2 separate regions of the Mus musculus genome follow, and region 1 is linked to region 2. The links are chromatin contacts, called in public HiChIP or PLAC-seq maps. All regions are on one chromosome and are shown on one strand. Each heading gives the region's core, a stretch centred on a gene start, on an enhancer-like site or on the middle of the called end of the contact. The rest is flanking DNA. Distances are from core to core; before and after follow the strand shown.

Region 1 (5,006 bases), core at 227-2,726, 36 kb after region 2:
GTCTCCATTAATTTATTAGTCACTCAAGATGAACATGTTTGATTTGTTGGGGCTGTTTTAGGAGGGGTACACACATTATATATCAATATATATATATATATATATATATATATATATATATATATATATACACACATATATATCACACATATGCACATATAACATCGCATATATATATATATGACATTTCCTGTCTTTGAGGAAGGCCCTTCAAGTGACAGTGTCAGACAGTGGCCAAAACAACTAGATTCCACTGAGACTTGCTGAGGAGTGAGGCCAGCGTTTTGCCTGTTAGAGACCTCCCAGAAGGTTCAGCAGTGAATGGACCTGAAATAGATCAGAATTCATAACCTATGCTTTTTTTTTTTCCCTCAGAACTTGGCTCCTAGGAGGGAGCAGACCTTTCCCGACTGGAGAGGGGAAAGAGAGGAAGCAAAAGAAGGGAGTTTCCTTCTTTTCTCTTGGGCTCTCAGCCAGGCAGCCACAGGCATAACTTTGAAAAGGCCTAAATTTGTCCTGGACGCACTTCCCTGATTCTCGTCCCAGCAGCCCCCGCCCCCACAGCCTTAAGACCCAAGGCTTCCCTCCAAAGATTCTAAAAGCAAGGAACTAAGTCCTTTCTCTCACAAACCCAGAGCCATTCACTTGGGTCGGGTCGTAGGAATTGCTTCTGCGAGCTTCTGTTTACTCAAAATGAAAGAGGTACCTTGAGGAACGGGCACCCTCGCACAAGCCCCAAAGTAATCCTTTGGCTTGTGACTGCTTTTCAGGATTGACTTTCGTTTCCTTAAATTCTCTAAAGAGACTGAGTTGGAGTGGCTGCTAATTTTTATAACAATATATAGCCAGCTCTTCATAGGACCTGTTTTAAAGGACAAGCCTGAACTCACCGTCCTGCCTCGGGGCCCGGGCTCCATACCTGGGGAGTAGACAGTCTTCTACTTTCTAACAAGCTGGACTTGAAGTTGCAGTAAATCTCCTGGTTGAGTGACAGGTGTTTCCCAGCTCAGCCCTTGGGGAGATTCTCCAGTTGGGCAGGACACCTGTCCCCAGGGGCCTAGTGGGCTGGACTCCTTCGGCCCTGTTCAAAGTGAGGGGGTGGGTCCTACCAGGTCTGGGAAAGGTTCTGATTTCCCTCTCCTTTGGTCCGTCTGTCTGTTCGTCTTTGGGAATGGCTGCTTCCTGATCTTTTTCTTTCTCATTTAAACCTCTCTCTGTAGCCCTCCTCCTTTCTCTTCACTGGAACTACTCAGAGCTCTGATCTCCGTCCCTCTGTCTCTGGCTCCGGCATCTGTCTGGGCTCCTGGCCTCCTTCTCCCCCCTCCCAACCCCTCCCCCGCGCTGTCATTCACCCCGCTCCTCTCCACGCACAGCCAATGGAGAGACCCGGCCGAAACAGCTAGGCTCGCTCGCTCAGGGCTTTTTCGCCCGGTGATTGATGTCCCAGAGTCAACAGCGAGCGAGCAGCCGGAGAAGGGAAGGAGAAGCCGGAGAGGGGAAGAATACAGCTCCCCCTCTCTCCTTCCCCTCCCCCCTACTTTGGCCCTTCTGCGCACTTCGCCTTCAAGTCTCAGCGCAGCCTGGGGTGGCGATTGCCTCCGCGCTCCGACTCGCTGCCCGGGTAGTCCAGCGCAGCGATCGCCCGCGCCCGGGCCCCCGCGTGGGGCCGGGGCCAGCATGGAGCACCTGGGTCCGCACCATCTCCACCCGGGCCACGCGGAGCCCATCAGCTTCGGTATCGACCAGATCCTCAACAGCCCCGACCAGGGCGGCTGCATGGGGCCCGCTTCGCGCCTCCAGGATGGAGACTACGGCCTTGGCTGTTTGGTTGGAGGCGCCTACACTTACGGCGGCGGGGGCTCCGCTGCTGGGGCGGGGGCCGGGGGCACTGGCGCTTACGGCGCGGGTGGCCCAGGTGGTCCTGGTGGTCCGGCGGGCGGCGGCGGCGGTGCCTGCAGCATGGGCCCACTGCCCGGCTCCTACAACGTGAACATGGCCTTGGCGGGCGGCCCCGGTCCGGGCGGCGGCGGCGGTGGCGGGGGTGCCGGTGGCGCCGGGGCGCTGAGCGCTGCAGGGGTGATCCGGGTGCCCGCGCACAGGCCGCTAGCTGGAGCTGTGGCCCATCCCCAGCCCCTGGCCACCGGCTTGCCTACAGTACCCTCTGTGCCTGCGGTGCCGGGTGTCAACAACCTCACCGGCCTCACCTTTCCCTGGATGGAGAGTAACCGCAGATACACAAAGGACAGGTTCACAGGTGAGTCCGGCCCGCGCGCGTCCCGCCTGGCCGTGGCTCGGTCTCTGTGCTACCCACTACCCTGCTTGATGGCTCCTTGAAGCTCTTTCTGAGCGCCAGGTCGCCTAGCGCCTCTCCGTGCGTTTCCTAAGTTCAGCTGCCTTCAGGATTCTATGTGCTCAGAATCGCTCCAAGAGTTCTTGCAGCCTGGGTTCTTCTGTCTCTCCTCTAGGACCCCATTCGTGGAAGCAAAGCTTGGTCCCCTCTCGGGATCCCAGGGCCCAGTCAGGTAGAGGACTGTAGATTCAGGACCATCTTCTGTCAACAGTCTAGGCTTTGCATGCCCGTGTGAGAAAAAAAATTTTTTTTTTCTGTCCTGGCTGCTGTTTCCTGACGGAGGCCAAGAGCCCCAGAATTAGACAGAATAATTAGACATAAGAAAAGGTTCTCCTACCTCTCGTCCCCTACTACACACACACACACACACACACACACACACACACACACACACACACACACACACACACGTGCTCTGAGTTGTGGCGTGCGGGTCGGGCCGCTGCAGATCCGCAAAGGCCCCAAGCCCGGGTGAAGGAGCAGAGCTTTCTTCCTGGACCTCCGAGATTCTTCAGAGTCAGTGGCAGCGCAAGGCTGGGCCAATTTTCGTTTTCATCCTCGGTATCCCTCCCAGGGGTCGGCTCTCTTATTTGGGGGGTGGTAAATATTGCACCCGCCTGACCAGAGGGTTGGCTGGAGGACAACTCCCGGAGAGGAGGACGAACTCTTTGGCCCAGCGGCCTTGCTCTCTGCACCACCCTAGCTCCCTCTGACCTGGCTTCCGTTTCTCTCTGCCCTAGCTCTGGAGTACCCTCTTCCTCGGTGCCCACTTCCCGCTGGCTGCCTTTAGTTGTCCTTGGATCCTTAGACCTTGAGCTGCCTCAGGAAGGTTCAGGCCCCCATGGGCACACAGCTGTTAGGAATTGGGCCCCAGTTAGCTGTCTGGGCCTTAGAGAGGGGAGGTAGTAGGTTTAGGCCGATGCTTGTGGATGGGGCTCCTGAAGCAGGCTAATGAAAAGAACAGTCTACAGCAACTAAACCTGTCCTAGCTACCCAAAGTTACCCTAGGCCCCTCTGCTTCTGTTACAGACAGCACAGGCAGAGAGGCTGTCCCTAGGGGCCCTAACCAAACTTTGGGGCCACAGCAGAAATGGGAAGGAGTCTCTGTGTTACTGTGGAGGAAGGACTCTTGTCAAGGGGGTTCAGTAATACAACCTAAGTCCTCTCATTGAGGGAGGTAGGGGACCCAGAGCCTATCTGTCTCCCCTACTTAAGGCCAGGTCAGTGTTGATGACTGACTTTAACCCACACTACGAGCCCACTGTTGAGTGTGTGTGTGTGTGTGTGTGTGTACTATACAAAAGATATCAGCATGGGCCTACTCTGGGGAGTCATAGTCAACTGTAGCGTCAGGCCTGAAGGAGGTTCTGAGAGTGTGTGACTGTAGTCCTGTGTTGCCCCGTGTCCTGTTGCTTGTCTAGGTGTGCATTCTCTTCTGTTGGAGTACAGATCTGGAAGTTTGTAGCTATATCCGCTGTATGATGGTGAGGCTGTGACTGAGACCAGAACAGGCCCTACGGCCTGGAACTCTGATCACCCTGGGCCTCCTACTTTAAGGGGTGGCCCTTTTAAGTTTAGTGGCTGAGACTGAGGAGGAGAGATGCATTGCTGTCCCTAGGTAAGGGAGAGGGGAGTCAAAGAGGAAGCGGGTGGGATCTCTGAAGCCCCGGGCTAGGGAGATTTCCTAAGTGGCAGCTAGGGGACCCGTCAGCCTGGCGGGCAGGAGGGAGCCCTTTGCGATCCTGGGCTGGAGGTGGAGGGTTGCCGGGTGGATCACTGCCTTGCTTTTAGGGGGTACAGCCAGTGCGCTCTGACTCGCGGGGTGTCGGGCCTGGGACGCCTCCTGACGCTCTGCCGCTTGCCTCTGCCGTCTGTCTGTCTCCCGCTCCAGTGGCCCTCTCACCCTTCACTGTAACACGCCGTATAGGTCACCCCTATCAGAACCGGACGCCCCCTAAGAAGAAGAAGCCGCGCACATCCTTCACGCGCCTGCAGATCTGTGAGCTGGAAAAGCGCTTCCACCGCCAGAAGTACTTGGCTTCGGCGGAGCGCGCTGCTCTGGCCAAGGCGCTCAAAATGACCGATGCGCAAGTAAAAACCTGGTTCCAGAACCGGAGGACGAAATGGAGGTGAGCTCACGGGGCGGACTGGTGGCTGAGGAGCGGGCTTCCTCTGCCTCTCTCGGGTTGCACGCACTCCCTCTGCTTGCTGGTTTCCGATCGGTTTAGACGAGTGAGCGCCTACAGTCACTGGAGACCACAAACAACGAAGGGCAGTAGCCTGGTGGGGTTGGAGAATCTTTCCTGTGTTTTAAGAGACGCTTCAGGGCTTTCAGGACAGCACTGTCTACCCTGGGTAGACGCTGCTCATTTCTGCCGCTGAGGCAAATGGGCCTATAAACCAGTCTATGCGATCTGGATTTCAATACTCAGGGAGTCCTTTAGGGGCTTTTGATTGCCCAGCCTGCCTTTACCGGGTGGAACCTCCCCTGACCCTGAGCGGTGCAGACAGAGGGAGCCGCGCCAGGTCTCCGCGCTCCAGCCGGACTCTCCGCCGAGCGTCTGGGGCCCCGGACCGCCGGCTGCCGCTACTTACTGCTTCCTCCCCAGGCGCTTGAGCTCTGCGCAGTCGTCCCCCATCCTGGAAGGGGAAAATC
Region 2 (4,847 bases), core at 1,034-3,533:
GGTTAAGAGAACTGGACGTTTAGCCAAATAACCCAGGGTTCAATTTCCAGCCCCCACATGGTGGCTCACAACCATCTGTAACTCCAGTTCCAGAGGGTCAGACACCCTGTTCTCACCTCCATGAGCACTGCATGCAAGCGCTTCATAGACACAAATGCAAACCAAACACCATAGACATAGTATATTTTAAAAATTATTTTATTTATTACAGTCCAACCATTGCCCCCCTCTCCCGGTCCCAACTCCCACAGTTCCTCATCCCATTCCTCCTCCCCCTTGCCTCCGAGAGGGTGCTCCCTCCCTCCAGGCATTCTCCCACTGAGGCCAGACCAGGCAGTCCTCTGCTATATTTGTTTGGATGTAATATGTTTTTAAAAAGCAGCTTAACAATAACAGAAATCAAAGGTATTTGAGTGCCTTTTTTCGCATAGTTTTCTTTCTACCCGCAAAAGGTGGCATTCTGACCTCTGTCCTGTATCTTTTTTTAATCTACATTTTGCTATTTAGATATCTTTTTTTTAAAAAAGCATTTATTGATTTAGTTACTTTTATGGGTATTACAAAACTACATGAGTTTATGTACACCACACTCAGCAGGAGTCTGTGGTAGCCAGAAGGGGGCGCCAGATTCCCTGGAGCTGTCTATACAGCCAGCCTGCCTGCTTGCCCGCCCGTGTCACTGGACTTCCGCCCTCTGTAAGAGCAATAAGTGATCTTAACCTGAAGCCATTGCTCTAGAACAGTGGCCCTCAACAATCTTAGTGCTGTTCCTCACGTTGAGGTGACTCCCAACCATAAATTTATTTTGTTTTTCCTTTGTAACTGTAATTTTGCTACTGTTAAGAATCATAATGTAGGGCTGGTGAGATGGCTCAGCAGGTAAGAGCACCCGACTGCTCTTCCAAAGGTCCTGAGTTTAGATCCCAGCAACCACATGGTGGCTCACAACCATCCGTAACAAGATCTGACTCCCTCTTCTGGTGTGTCTGAAGACAGCTACAGTGTACTTACATATAGTCAATAAATAAATCTTAAAAAAAAAAAGAATCATAATGTAAATATCTAATACAGGGTATTTGAAATCTGACCCCCCCAAAGGGGTCTCGACTCATAGCTAGATCATTCTATGTAGAAAACCATTCTCTCTCTCTCTCTCTCTCTCTCTCTCTCTCTCTCTCTGTGTGTGTGTGTGTGTGTGTGTGTGTGTGTGTATGTGTTGGTGTGTAGAGACAAGGTTTCTCTGTGTAGCTTTGGTTGTCCTAGAACTTACTCTGTAGACCAGGCTGGCCTTGAACTCAGAGATTCCCACTGCCTCTGTCTCCCAAGTGCTGGGATTAAAGGTGAGCACTGTTCTCTTAAATGGCTGCACAGTGTTCTGTCCGAGGCTGTTTTGTCTGGTCTGTCCCATAGTTGCACTCCTAGGTTGTTTCCAGCCCTTAGCCCTTACTATGGGGCAATAAATATATACACAAATTCCTAGAAATGCGGCTTCCGGGTCAAAATGTGAGCCAGGCATGGTGGTGCACACATTTAGTTCCAACAGTTGGGAGGCAGAGGCAGGTTTGAGGCTAGCCTGGTCGACTGGAGTTAGGTGTGTGGCTCAATGGTTAGGACATATGCTTAGCATGTTGGAGGCCCTGGTTTCAACCTCTAGTATGAGAGACAGAGATCATGAGCCAATTTGCACTTCTTTCAGGCAGCTTTGGAAAGTTGGTATTGCCGCCCCGAGTTCTGAATAAGGGCTTGATCGCCACAGCTTGGAGATTACTGGAGTCTCAAGCACACCAGCAAGAACAAAACCGGGGAATGGGGGAGCTGGAGGGTGGGAGTGAGGGGCAGGAGGGAAATGTATCAGAGAAAGCCACCGGGTAAACAAAGTTGTCAGAAGGGAGGGAGAGTTACTGTTGGGGTCAAGGGTTAATGCGGACAGAGCTACTGGGACGCGCAGAGCAAAGCAAACAAAACAAGTTGGGGGAGGGGAGGGAAGCGGGTAGGAGCCCGTTGTCTGCTAGGTTGTGAGCCGGATGTGCCTCTGGCCTGGGCTTGGCGCTACGGTTTCAAGGCGCAGGCTCCGAGGTTCTGAGGACCCTGCGACCAGCTGTTGGGACCTGTGCAAAAGGGGGTGGGGTGGGGGGCATCTTTCTGCTGCCTTAGGCCTCCCCACCCCAGGGCTGGCAGGGTGGGCCTGCCCAGAGACCTGCTAACACACTTTCAGGGCCCCTGGGGTAATCCCCCGGTAGCCTGTCTGAAGGCTTTGTGAGGAATTAGAGGTGAGCCGAGTGGCTGCCCTGGAGCCAGGCACAGCTTTTAGAGCATTCCTGGGCATTAGGCCTCTGTTCCAGCCAAGCCTCACCCACACCCCACTGAGCCCCCAGGGCTTCCGTGTGCAGCGGCTCACGGCCTAATTACAGGTGTCCATGTCAGGGTCAGCAGCAGGGTTAATTTGGGACTTGTCCTGGGGTGGCCAGGGCTCATTAATGGAGCCCGAGGAGTCCAGGGGATGAGCCAACCAAGCAGGGGATTAGAGATTGAGGAGTGTTGTGAAGGAGGCTAGGTTAATCAGGCTAGGAAGCTGAGACCAGCCTCAGGTATGTTCATGGTACAGGTCAGAGGTGTATGGTCTCATTCGCCCAGACAGGCACACTATTTATTGGGACTCAGAACTGGCTTCACGGTTCTTTTGGGTACACAAAGATAATCTTGGGAGAGATGACCCCCGCCAGCCTTTTAAGCCTCATCAGGCTGCTCTTACCAGCTCCTTCTCTTGTCCCCCGCCCCCCCACCCCCCCCCTCCTCACCCCATGCTTCAGCCAGGCCTTCCAGCTCCTTTCCAGCTCCAGTCCTGGGATGCTAAAACACTGGTGTGCCCGCATGGTAGCTCAGAGCAGTCTCTCTGGCTGTCTCTAGCGGTGTGCTGCCATATCCTGCAGTGGTGTGGCCCATGTCCTGCAATCCAACCAGGACCAGAGGGTCCCTTTAGCCCAGCCATAAGCCCAGTTCCCAGAAGAATTCTCATATCCACACTGGGCCTCCTGACAGCCCTGGATGTTGAGGGGAGACAAAGTCACATTGCCCAGAGGTCACCAAAGAGGAGGGGGAGGAGGAGGAGGAAGAAGAAGAAGAAGCTGATGGGAGCCAGGACAAGGAGGGGCAGGGAGAAATCACTTAACCCCAAAGCCACCATTCATCTTTGGAACCCGGGCACTGATGGGGACCAGCTGGAGCTGGCTGAAGACACAGAGGCTCCAGTGTGGGAATTTGGGGAGGTGGCCTCCCAGAGCTTCCTAGGTCAGCTAGGAGGGAAACAGGGGGAACCTCCTTCCCCAGCCTGCCCAAGCTGCCATCCCTCTCTGGGGTGTGGAGACAGGATGTTCTCCTTGGCTGTGCTGCCTGCAGGAGTGCTTCCCAGCACTGGGTTAGCCCTCAGCCTCCAAGCTGTCTGCCCAAAGCTATTTCACATCTAGCCATGGAGGTGGGTTAAAGGATGGGAGGGTGGTGGAGGGGGGGGGGCTCAGAAACCCACACTTTAACCAATGACTTCTATTCCTGTGTTCCCTTCCCTAGGCACAGCCTTGACTAGCATTTACACGCTATAGTAGGTGATATGTTTATAAAATGATAAAGGGGGGATATGTTTTATGGAGGTGTGGTGAGGTGTGGGGGAAGAGGGTGCCTTGGCAAGCCCATGCTGAGGCATCCCTTCTCCCTGAGGGACCAGCCACATGGTAGTATAGTATAGAACAGAGTTTATTCGGGGCATGGAGAGAGGAGTTATGAGGGTAGTAGAGGCAGAGGAAGGCAGAGACAGGGAGAGAATAGAGGAGTAGAGGTTGGCCATGAGCATGCAGAGAGAGGAGAGGAAGGGAATAGGGAGTGTGGGGGAAGGGTTGAGGGGACAGAGCAAGAGCAAGGAGCAAGGCGGGGGGGGGGGGGGGGGGGAGCAAGCAGCCTTTTTTAATAGTGTCAGGCATACCTGGCTGTTGCCAGGTAACTGTGGGGCGGAGCTTAGACAGGATGCTAACAATAGGAATCAAATGAACCCCCCCCCATTACACAATTAGCCACTACTCAACCCCAGCAATTTAACTTCTCAAGATAAAGGTCCCCCCCCCCACACACACCCCAGGACCAGGCTGCCACCTGTGGTCACCTCACTTTTGATCATAGGCGTCTAACATTCCCTGCTCACATTTCTAGCCTTGCCTGGGCCACAGCAAGGACCCCACACACACACTCCAAGTCCATAATTGAATATAAAGGCCCAGAAGCAAATGCAAACAGCCGGCAGCATTAATCACCAGCAACCTGGCAGCCTCCCGCCATAGATCTTTCTCACACATAAAATAGCTCATGTTAATCATTGCTGCTGATTTATTGTCTTCTCCACCTTGTACATAAATTATTCACCGTGGCCCGGTTGCTTGGAGAAATCTGTAATGATGACTTCTGTTCTCTCATCTCTGATCCTGAGGCCTCTCCATCCACCCATCTGTGGAAGCTCATTGGCCAAAGAAAGAAGAAGGGCAAAGGGATGACTGATGGTGTGTGTGTGTGTGTGTGTGTGTGTGTGTGTGTGTCCATATTCAAGAGTTTCCATCTGCCCAGAGGCACTTCCAGGAGTTCTCAGCTCCAGGAAGTGGGGGCTACGCTTTTAGAGATTCCCCAGCTGTGGACCAGGAGTGCGGGCAGAATGGAGGGTGTGCTTCTGGGTGGCTCTGGATGGTTTTCTAAGGCTCTGGCAAATGGAGCAAGGGGAGCCTTTTTCTGCAGGTTCCTGCCCTCCACCTGCCAATCAAACCTAGCTCCTGAGAGTTCTGTATCCTGGAAACAGGATATGAGCGTGCTAG

What was found. HiChIP or PLAC-seq counts read pairs in DNA pulled down with a chosen protein or histone mark.
Region 1: an H3K27ac HiChIP or PLAC-seq map of embryonic stem cells shows a contact between it and region 2, with 14 read pairs. The contact joins the promoter of Tlx1 here to the enhancer-like site in region 2. A contact is called at or near these places in 13 of 39 promoter capture datasets (the 3T3-L1 cell line, 3T3-L1-derived adipocytes, the HPC-7 cell line and 8 more), 8 of 15 datasets of contacts at CTCF or cohesin (CD8 T cells, the NIH/3T3 cell line, embryonic stem cells and 3 more), 156 of 484 Hi-C or Micro-C datasets (3T3-L1-derived adipocytes, 8-cell embryo, the AML12 cell line and 85 more), 26 of 115 datasets of contacts at active chromatin or transcription factors (the 230-238 cell line, CD8 T cells, bone marrow-derived dendritic cells and 12 more) and 4 of 9 other capture datasets (adipose tissue, embryonic stem cells, liver and 1 more).

Annotation. Positions count from the first base shown.
Region 1 is chr19:45,149,239-45,154,244 of GRCm38.p6, forward strand. It overlaps Tlx1 (T cell leukemia, homeobox 1), which reads left to right and starts at 1,477. Exons shown (of 3, transcript NM_021901.3): 1 at 1,477-2,254; 2 at 4,278-4,479. The coding sequence starts at 1,678.
Region 2 is chr19:45,112,013-45,116,859 of GRCm38.p6, forward strand. No RefSeq gene overlaps it. Among named protein-coding and RNA genes, the nearest start is that of Gm35867, 11 kb to the left of the region's middle. Within about 2 kb of position 2,284, at least 48 of the 459 cell types and tissues checked have an H3K27ac peak or open chromatin away from gene starts, as enhancers often do. A contact at or near this core is called in craniofacial prominence, differentiating embryonic stem cells, embryonic stem cells and 1 more, where this site is marked.